Regions from separate parts of the Sus scrofa genome. Here region 1 is linked to region 2. Evidence: chromatin contacts called from public HiChIP or PLAC-seq data. All regions are on one chromosome and are shown on one strand. Each heading gives the region's core, a stretch centred on a gene start, on an enhancer-like site or on the middle of the called end of the contact. The rest is flanking DNA. Distances are from core to core; before and after follow the strand shown.

Region 1 (4,936 bases), core at 755-3,254, 220 kb before region 2:
GGGCTCCGACTGCCTTGCCAGCTAGAACGAGCTGGGTCTCTAATTCGGGGCTGTGAGGTCAATGTTGTCACCCCTAATGTCCAGATGGGGAAACTGAGGCTCAGAGACTGTGTCTGGGGTCACACAGCAGCACAGAGGCAGGCAGATTTCAACCCAGGTCTGGCCGACTCTAAAGCCACTGCTTGATGGACGGAAGGAACAAGGGTGTGCGCGAAGCTAGGTGGAGACTGGTGACTGGGGCTGTGCAGGGCAGACAGGTGTGCCCTGGAGGGGATGGCAGCTGGCTGACGGGGTCCGGTGGTGCACTCCATGTCTGGCAGCAGGGCAGCAAGTCCCCAGACCACAGTCACCCTTGTCCCTGCTCCTGGGAAGGTGACACACTGACCCTAGCCCGGCCATTCCAAAGGCATGATTCCAGGCAGAACCTCCCATTGCCCTGGCCTGTCCCGGCCACAGCTATGCGGTTCTGCCTGCTCTGGGCTGAAGGAACCAGCAGCACCAGGAGGGTCCATTGCACTCAAGAGAGAAGTTGGATGGATCGTTGAGTCTTGCCCCATCCACCCCCCGGCCCCTCCCCAAACCCCCGCCACTGCCAAAAACTGGTCGTCAGGACAATGGGCCCTTGAGTGGAGGAGGGGCGCCCAGTGTCCTCTGAACTATATCCAGTGGCAGCCAGGGTTGGCACACAGGGAGGGCACTGCAGGGACAGGTGCCAGGCTGATTGGGGTTGGAACCTGGTGGTGAGCCCTGAGATGGTCACTCTCTTTCTCGCTGACCCTCAGTCTTCACATCCATAAAATGGGGGTGACAACATCTCAGTGCCACAGAACTGTGAGGATTCGGTGAGACAGTCATGGAAGAGCCCAGCGCAGAGAAAGGGCCCAGCAAAGGGCAGCTACCTGTGTTCCTTCGCTGCCCCTTCCCTCTCACCTCCATCCCTGCCTCCTGATTCACAAGCTCCAGCACCTGCGCCCCCTCCCTAAGCCTCGTGGCACTCTGTCTGGAAAGCAGAAATGGTAAGAGGTAGAGAACACTTACCCCAGAGGCCCGAGAGGCCTGCACAGACTTTCAAGTGCTTAACAAAATGCTATCGTGGATACGCACGTGGGTCCCCGAAGTGTCCCTGCAGGCCCAAGCCAGAAGGACAGCAGGCGCCGATGAATGCCAGGGGACCCCACAGGGACCAGGATCCCAGAGCCCATTGGTAGGAGGTCCTGGCCCACAGGACTGCCGAGAAGGGCCACCACAGGCCACCCAGCTGACCACAGACCCGGAATTCAGGATTTCAGAGCTATCCCAGCCAGGACAAAACGAGTGGACTCACCAAAAGGCCTCTGGGAGGTCATCCCTTCCAAGTCCCCGGCATTAAGGGTCAGGAAGCAGAGGTACAAGGAGGGCACGGTGCTTTCTAGGGTCACAGAGAGTTGGTCCCAGATCTGGGAAGATCTCAGGTCCCCTGACTCCAGCCCGGCATTCCTTCTGCCACATTGAGCAACTTTCTTTCTTTTCTCTTTTTTTCTTTTTTCTTTTCTGCCACACACGCAGCATGCAGAAGTTCCCAGGCCAAGGACTGAACCTACGCCACAGCAGTGACAATGCCGGATCCTTAACCCACTGAGCGACTTTTTTTTTTTTTTTTTTTCGGTCTTTTCTAGGGCCGCTCACACAGCATATGGAGGTTCCCAGGCTAGGGGTCCAATCAGAGCTACAGCTGCCAGTCTACACCACAGCCACAGCAACACGGGATCCTTAACCCACTAAGCAAGGCCAGGGATCAAATCCGCAACCTCATGGTTCCTAGTCTGGTTCGTTAACCACTGAACCACGACGGGAATGCCTGAGCAACTTTCTAAATGCACCCAGTGCTGTTAGCTCCTATCTAATGTCACGTTCTCTTTTTAGGTCTGGTATTTTTTTAAGGCCAAATATGCAATCTCTGTCAGTGACCAACAGCTTGTCTCTGAGCCCAAGGCGACAAGCCACAGAAACCCTGGCCAGTGACATGCGGTCATGTGAACATGTGTGGACAGTGGGCCCCTCCCACCCCTCCCACCCACACCCTGCTCTGTGACTCTGGGCCCTGCACTTCCTCTTTGCAGAATGTTCACTTTCAAATAAGAAGTCACGGAGTTCCTATCATGGTGCAGCGGAAAAGAATCCAACTAGGAACCATGAGATTGTGGGTTCGATCCCTGGCCTCACTCAGTGGGTTAAGGATCTGGCATTGCTGTGGCTGTGGTGTAGGCCAGCAGCTGTAGCTCTGATTTGACCCATAGCCTGGGAACCTCCATATGTGGCAGATATGGCCCTAAAAAGCAAAAAATATAAAATAAGAAGACATACTCTGGAAAGCCAGCAGCCAGTCCTCCAGAGTCTCACACACACACACACTTGTGTACATGCACAGGAAGTTCACAGGGGCCTCACAAGCCTATTTTTGGATTCCCTAGGCCAGGAGTCCTGGCTTAAATGCCACCAGGTCTGAGTAGCTAACGTACGGGGCAAAGCAGCCTTGTATGGAAAAAATGCCATCTGGCACACTTTTCTGGGAACACAATCCTCTTGGTTATCTATACATGCCTCACAATTTTTTCTTTTTAGGGCCACACCCACGGCACATGGATGTTCCCGGGCAAGGGGTTGAATCGGAGCTGCCACTGCCGGCCTCCACCACAGGCAGAGCAACGCGGGATCTGGGCCACACCTGCCACCTACACCACAGCTCAGGGCAACACGGGATCCTTAACCCAGTAAGCGAGGCCAGGGATCAAACCTGCCTCCTCACAGAGACAAAGTGGGGTCCTTCACCTGCTGGGCCACAAGAGGAACTCCAATTTCCTCACTTTTGATAGAGACATAGGATGATAAATACTCATTTCTCTCGATTCTACTTTAAGAAAGACAGTGGCGCACACCGATGACAAACAGTGCCACCCCGCCGCCCCCCGGCCCCGTCGCCTCAGTATCGGGGATCACTAGGGAGTCGCGAGGCCTGAGGCGAACGAGAAAGCACATCTCTTCCTGAGGGGCTGGTGCTGCTCAGCCCCGGGCAACCGCTGCCACATCTCCAGGGTGTTCAAGAAAAGTCCAAAGGCCAGAGCTTGATGGGCCATCTCCTGACAAAAGGCAAGGAACACATTTCTAAAACCATCTCCCGCGCCAAACAGAATGTGTCTGTGGGCCCGTTCCAGCCCAGGGTCATCCGTTCGTGACCTCGCCCTAAGGTCACAGCCTGACTGGCACAGCAGACACCCTTCTCCTCCCAACCAACGAGAGGCTGCGAGTGGTAGAGACACGGAGGGTGACGTCATCCCCCAGAGGACATCTGGCAACATCCGGAGACACTTATGATTGTCATGCTGGGAGGGGAGATGGGGGTTCGGCCGGTATCTAGCGGGGAGAGGCAGGGATATTATTAAACCTCCTGCAGTGTACACGAGAGCTCCCCTCACACCGAAAATGACCCAAGCTCTGATGGTGACCCAACAGAGTCCAAAAGGCCTAGAAGCTACTCTGGGGACCACCACTGAAGTCGGGGGCGGAGGGTGGGGGAAGGCCCGCCACCCCAGCTCAGGCAGCTGCTGCTTTTCTCTGCGGCCCAAGGAACTTCCATGAAGAGTTCAACAGAGGAGGATTCCACAGCCACACACGCTGGGAAAGCCCGGGTGTAGACAATGAGAGTTGAGATGTGAGCTGGCAGGGGGAAGCCCAGGTCGGGAGAGGTGGGTCCAAACCCAGTCTCTGTCCCCTGAGTGTCCCTGGACCTGGCAGCCCCAGTGCTAAGAGGACCACCCCCAGCCTCTGGCCTTCTGGGCTCAGCCAAGCCCAAAGGCCACAGCCAAGAGTGTTCACCCAGGGACACTCCCACGACGGGGTCCTGAGACTGGGGCCCCACACAGCGCCAGCGGGGAGGAGCCCCTCCCCCTGGTCACCCTCCCCTCCAAGCCCTGTCAGTGCCGGGTGCTGAAGAGGCCCTCCGTGTCAACTTCCCTTCTAACAGGGAGCTCAGGGCCCGGGCTACAGGCTTTGGCAGGTAAGGGGATGGGGCCAGGATGGAATAGAAGGGGTTTCTTTTCTTTTCTTTCTATTTGTGGCAAGTGGGTCCTCCTAGTTTTCCATTTAGGGTAGTGAGACGAAAGTTTCTTTTTAAATAAATGTATTTAATTTCTAAAAAGGGAGTCACCTTAAAAAAAATATCAACTATTCCGGAGGCAGCAGGAAGAAGGAGGCCTGGGAGAGGCAGCCCCACTGAGAGTGTCACATACATAAATACTGCAGCCATTTAGCGCCAAGGACAGAAAGTTCACACCAAGGCTTCCCAATAATGGAGGCCTCCTTTTTTTTTTTTTCTCTTTTTTTCATCTTTTTAGGGCCCTCTGCATTGTCATCTGCGGAGTCAGCAGGAGCACCGTGCCCTCCAGGAGGCCTTTTAAACAAACAGAAAAGGCAGTGATAGCATTTTGGAGCCACTTCCCAGAGTGATGAAAATAAAAACAAAAATAAATAGGACTTGATTAGGGGAAGAATTTTTTTTTTTTTTTTTTTTTTTGCCTTTTGTAGGGCTTCTCCCACAGCATATGGAGGTTTCCAGGCTAGGGGTCTAAACGGAGCTGTCGTCACCAGCCTATGCCAGAGCCACAGCAACACGGGATCCTTAACTCAATGAGCAAGGCCAGGGATCGAACCCACAACCTCATGGTTCCTAGTCAGATTCACTCACCACTGAGCCACGATGGGAACTCCAAAAGGGGAAGAATTTAAAAGGCCTGCTCCTGCTGACTCTGCGGATGACGATGCAGAGGGCCTGCATTATTAGAAGAACAAAAGCCTAAAGGTGCCACCTGCAAGTAGCTGAAAACAGCTGGAGAAGAGAGGCCTGGGGAGACTCTGATAGATTATAGATAGGCCCTAACTAGCCTGTGCACCAGCTAACAGG
Region 2 (5,253 bases), core at 2,341-4,840:
TGGAGGTAGCTCAGGAAAGTAAAGGTAGAGCTACCATATGATCCAGCACTTGCACTGCTGGGCATATATCCAGACAAAGCTTTCATTGAAAAAGACACATGCACCCATATGTTCAGAGCAGCACTATTCGTAATAGCCAACACATGGAAACAACCTAAATGTCCATCAACAGATGAATGGATTCAGAAGATGTGGTACATGGGAGTTCCCTTATGGCTCAGTGGTTAATGAACCCGACTAGGATCCATGAGGATGTGGGTTTGATCCCTGGCCTCAATCAGTGGTTAAGGATCTGGTGTTGTGAGCTGTGGTGTAGGCTGATGGCTATAGCTCCGATTTGACCCCTAGCCTGGGAACTTCCATAAGCCATGGGTACAGCCCTAGAAAGTAAAAAAAAAAAGAAGAAGAAATGGTACATATATACAATGGAATACTACTCAGCCATAAAAAGGACAGATGAACCCCATTTGAGGCAACATGGATAGATCTAGAGACTCTCATACTAAGTGAAGTAAGCCAGAAAGAAAAAGACAAATACCATGATATCACTTATTTGTGGAATCTAAAATATAGAACAGGAGTTCTTGTTGTGGCACAGTGGAAATGAATCCGACTAGGAACTATGAGGTTGTGGGTTTGATCCCTGGCCTTGATCAGGAGGTTAAGGACCCAGCGTTGCTTTGAGCTGCGGTGTAGGTCACAGATGTGGCTTGGATCTAGCGTTGCTGTGGCTGTGGCACAGCCTGGCAGCGACAGCTCCAATTAGACCCCTAGCCTGGGAGCCTCCATGTGCTGCAGGTGTGGCCCTAAAAGGACAAAAGACAAAAAATAAATAAATAAAATAAAATACGGAACAGATGACCTATCTAAAAATAACAACAAAAAAATAGAAACAGATCATAGCCAAGAAAAGCAGACTTGGGGTTCCAAGGGGGAAAGGGGAGGGAGTGGGATGGAAGGGTATTTTGAGGGCTTTTTGGATACCAACTGTTGTATTTGGAATGGACGGGCAATGGGACCCTGCTGTACAGCACAGGGACATGTGTGTGATTGGGTCACTCTGCTATACAACAGAACTTGACGAAACATGTAAATCACCTACATTTAATAATAATAATAATTTAAAATGAAAAAAATTTAAAAAAGAAAAACAGCATCTGCTCCCCAAGACTGCAAACCTCCAGGTCCTAGAGACCCCAAAAGAGAAGAGAAGGAAGGGGCAGACTCTGAGCGAGCCTCCTGGTCTTGCTGGGAGGCCTTGGCTTTTGAGCTCCCTGAAGAGGAGGCCAACTTCTGCTTTACCCGACTGGCTGCTCCCCCCCCTTTTTTTTTTTTTTTTTTTTTTTTTGGTCTTTTTGACTTTTCTTGAGCCACTCCCGTGGCATATGGAGGTTCCCAGGCTAGGGGTCCCATCGGAGCTGTAGCCACCAGCCTACACCAGAGCCACAGCAACGTGGCTACTCCTTTTAAAATACATGTTTTGGTGGAGTTCCCTGGTAGCTTCATAGGTTAAGGATCTGGCCTTGTTACTGCTGTGGCTCAGGTTTCATCCCTGGCCTGAGAACTTCCACACGCCGCTGGTGTGGCCAAAAAAGTAAAAGACATGTTTTGGTGGCTGGGAACTGTATGTGTGTGAATGAGTGGACTGAAAAATTTGTGGAAAATCACAATTCAGAAAATATGGTGTAGAGTTCCTGCTGTGGCACAGTGGGTTAAGAATCTGGCTGCAGCGACGCAGGTCACGGTGGATGTGCAGGTTCGATCCCCAGCCTAGTGCAGTGGGTTAAGGATTTGGCGTTGCCGCAGCTGAGGCATAATTCCATATGCCTTGAGTGTGGCCATTTAAAGGAAAAAAAACCTTGGGAAAAAATATGTCGTAAGCATCCTAAGGACTCGTCTTTGTAGGTACCTGAAGCCGTATCAACAGCAATGACCATGGAGACGCATCAGACTGTCTCAGTGCCTCACACCTACGACCGACGGGCCAGGTCCTCACAGCAGCCTGTGAGCTGCGTTCCATCACTGCTCCATTTTACAGATGGGGAAGCCAAGCTCAGAGAGGGGCAGTGACTTGACCAAGGTCACCAAGACAGTGGCAGAGCCGGCATTCGGACCCAGGCCTCCTGGCTTCACGGTCTCAGCTCTTTACTATGGGTACTAATGCCTGCATTGCTGGAGGGAAAATAAATTGGTACGGCCACAGAAGCAGGTAACTTGGCAGTATCTTAAAGTTGAAAGTACCTGTAGCCTACAGTGCGGCAGGCCCACCGCTGGTGTCCAACCTAAAGAAACACTCACCCACGTGTCCAAAGAGGTACTGTTCTTACTCGAGGAAAACATGGCTGATTCCGGTCAAAGAGAATGCAGATGTTAAAAGATTAAGAAGAGCTAAATGTTGACTTAAAAAGTCATGCTGCAGATAAAAATATATAGCATGACAAAAACAAAAACAAAAACAAAAAAAAAAAGGAGTTGCCGTCGTGGCACAGCCGAAATGAATCTGACCAGCATCCATGAAGACACAGGTTCGATCCCTGGCCTTGCCCAGTGGGTTAAGGATCTGGCGTTGCTGTGGTGTAGGTCGAAGACATGGCTCAGATCTGGCATTGCTGTAGCTCTGGCGTAGGCCGGCAGCTACAACTCTGATTCGACCCCTAGCCTGGGAACCTCCATGTGCCATGGGGGCCACCCTAAAAAAAGACCAAAAAAAAAAAATGTATAGCATGATAGACCAATGGGGTTTAAAAAAACTACAATATGATACATACAAGCATGAAACACGATGTGTATGTATGATTATGTGTGTACACACGTGCATACATATATGTACACACGCATATGTACACACTGTGTACGTACATATAAATCTCTGTACACACATATCTATACAGACACTTAAACAGCTGTGTGTGTTACAACTGTCAAGAAGCATTCACTCCAAACCGATCGAAGGGCGATCTGGGTTTGGAACGCAGGCTAAGGATGAAAATAGATTTTAACTTTATCATTAAAGTTGTAAGAATGTGTTCAGATATTACCTGGGTAAGTAAAATGTCATCAAAAATAAATGTTGCCTGTTCCCTTGCTCTAGAAATGTCTTGGCTACTGGGGCCACTTGTAGTGTTATCTAGTATTACCTGCAGAATACACACGAACACACGCACACATTCACACTCACAAATACCCATGCACGCCTAATTTCTTTACTTGATAATATGAACACAAAAGACAGAATAGGAAAAAATACACATAAATGTTGCCAGTGCGTTGGCCCGTTGAAGATGCCAGCATCTGCGCTTTTTTCCCTGCTGCTTCTGGACACGCCAGACTTGTCCCCACACCCATCCTGGCTTCTCCCAAGCAACTGTGCTTTTCCTGGTGTCACTCAAACATGCAGGGGCGGGAGGGGTGAGGGGGTGTGGGTGGGGAGTGGGGGAGCCCTTCTTAGTCCCCATAGAGCATCCCAGCCACACCCACAATCCGCCTGTCCTCATTTCTAGGAAACAGAACGTCACACGGCCTGAGGGCCAGCTGGAATCGGTCTGGAATTCCAGCTGGGTAACCTGTCACGAGATCTTGGGGGAGTGACCGAGTCACTTGGAGTCTCGGTGTTTTCAGCTGTGAAGCAGGATGACAATGGCTACATTGAGTAATCGGTGGGGGGGGGGGGTTGGTTGGCTAATGCTGATCTCATGACTACCGGGAACATGATTCAGAGTTGCTGGAAACAGTCTTTCCCCAATTTGCTGGACCTTAACTAGCCATGGGGGTATCACAGAGATTGGCCCACTAATATTACTAGCTAGGGTCACATTTTAGCCACAACAAAGTCAGTGGGTTTGTGCCACTTTTTCCTGGAGAGGGTCTGCTCATGCCCTGTTCCTTGCTCTGTCTTCGGTGGTGCCAATGCCCTATTTTGGCTCAAGAGGCAAAAGGGAAGAAAACTCACACTTTTGAGCATTCCCTGTGGGCCAAGCACAGGTTCAGGCCCGCTCTGGGTATTGCCTCCTTTAATCCTTGAGGCACCAGCCTTGATGAAGCAACCTAGATGCCTGTGAGATGTGGCGTTCAGATGGAACCAGGCTAAGTGTCACAAACATGTCACATTCTGTCCCGGCCAGTGGACAGGCAGACCTCGCTTTATTGCACATCACAAGGTTTGCGGCAGCGCTGCATCGAGTAAGTCTATTGGTGCCATTTTCCCTACAGCCTCTGCTCACTTTGTGTCTCTGTCGCACGTTGTCCCAATATTCCAAATCTTTTCATTATTTTTCTATCTGTTACAGTGATTTTTTTTTTTTTTCCTTTTTATGACTGCGCCTGTAATATATGGAAGTTCCTGGGCTAGGGGTTGAATTGGAGCTGCAGCTGAGGCCTACGCCAGAGCCACGGCAACGCCAGATCCTTAACCCACTGAGCGAAGCCAGGATGGAACCCGCATCCTCATGGATACTCGTTGGGTTCTTAACCCACTGAGCCACTATAGGAAACTTCTGTTACGGGGATTTTTGATGTTACTATTACAAAAAGATTATTACTTGCTGAAGGCTGCTAGCATTCTTCAGCAATAAAGTTTGTGGGGTTTTTTGTTGTTTTTTTTTTTTGGTCTTTTTAGAGCCGCACCCATGGCATATGGAGGTTCCTAAACTAGGGGTCTAACTGGAGTTGCAGCTGCTGGCCTACACCACAGCAATGTGGAATCCAAGCTGCGTCTGTGACCTACACCACAGCTCACGGCAACGCTGGATCCTTAACCCTGAGCAAGGCCAGGGATTGAACCCGCAACCTCATGGTTCCTAGTTGGATTCGTTTCCGCTGCACCACGACAGGAACACCGGTATTTTTTTAATTAAGGTATGTACATGGTTTTTTTTTAGACATGAGGGTATTGCACACTTGAAAGCCTACAGCAGAGTGTACATATAACTTTTGTTTCCACTGGGAAACCAAAAAGTGGGTGTGACTTTCTTTACTGCAGTGGTCTGGAACCCAACCCGCCATGTCTCTGAGGTCTGCCTGTTTGTGCCAGTGGTCCCTGCGACAGCTAGTGGGCTGGGACAGTAGGTCCATCCCACCAGAACCCCCAGCGGACAGGGCCTTCATGAAGATTTCCATGGCAGGGGAGTTCCCGTCGTGGCGCAGTGGTTAACGAATCCGACTAGGAACCATGAGGTTGCAGGTTCGGTCCCTGCCCTTGCTCAGTGGGTTAACAACCCGGCGTTGCCGTGAGCTGTGGTGTAGGTTGCAGAAGCG

The links. HiChIP or PLAC-seq counts read pairs in DNA pulled down with a chosen protein or histone mark.
Region 1: an H3K27ac HiChIP or PLAC-seq map of alveolar macrophages shows a contact between it and region 2. The contact joins two enhancer-like sites. A contact is called at or near these places in 1 of 47 Hi-C or Micro-C datasets (epiblast stem cells) and 1 of 2 datasets of contacts at active chromatin or transcription factors (alveolar macrophages).

The regions. Positions count from the first base shown.
Region 1 is chr16:52,037,934-52,042,869 of Sscrofa11.1, reverse strand. All of the region lies in intron 2 of STK10 (serine/threonine-protein kinase 10), which reads right to left. Among named protein-coding and RNA genes, the nearest start is that of STK10, 37 kb to the right of the region's middle. Within about 2 kb of position 2,004, at least 15 of the 83 cell types and tissues checked have an H3K27ac peak or open chromatin away from gene starts, as enhancers often do. A contact at or near this core is called in alveolar macrophages, where this site is marked.
Region 2 is chr16:51,824,163-51,829,415 of Sscrofa11.1, reverse strand. The region is part of intron 7 of SH3PXD2B (SH3 and PX domain-containing protein 2B); the gene reads right to left. Among named protein-coding and RNA genes, the nearest start is that of UBTD2, 80 kb to the left of the region's middle. Within about 2 kb of position 3,590, at least 32 of the 83 cell types and tissues checked have an H3K27ac peak or open chromatin away from gene starts, as enhancers often do. A contact at or near this core is called in alveolar macrophages, where this site is marked.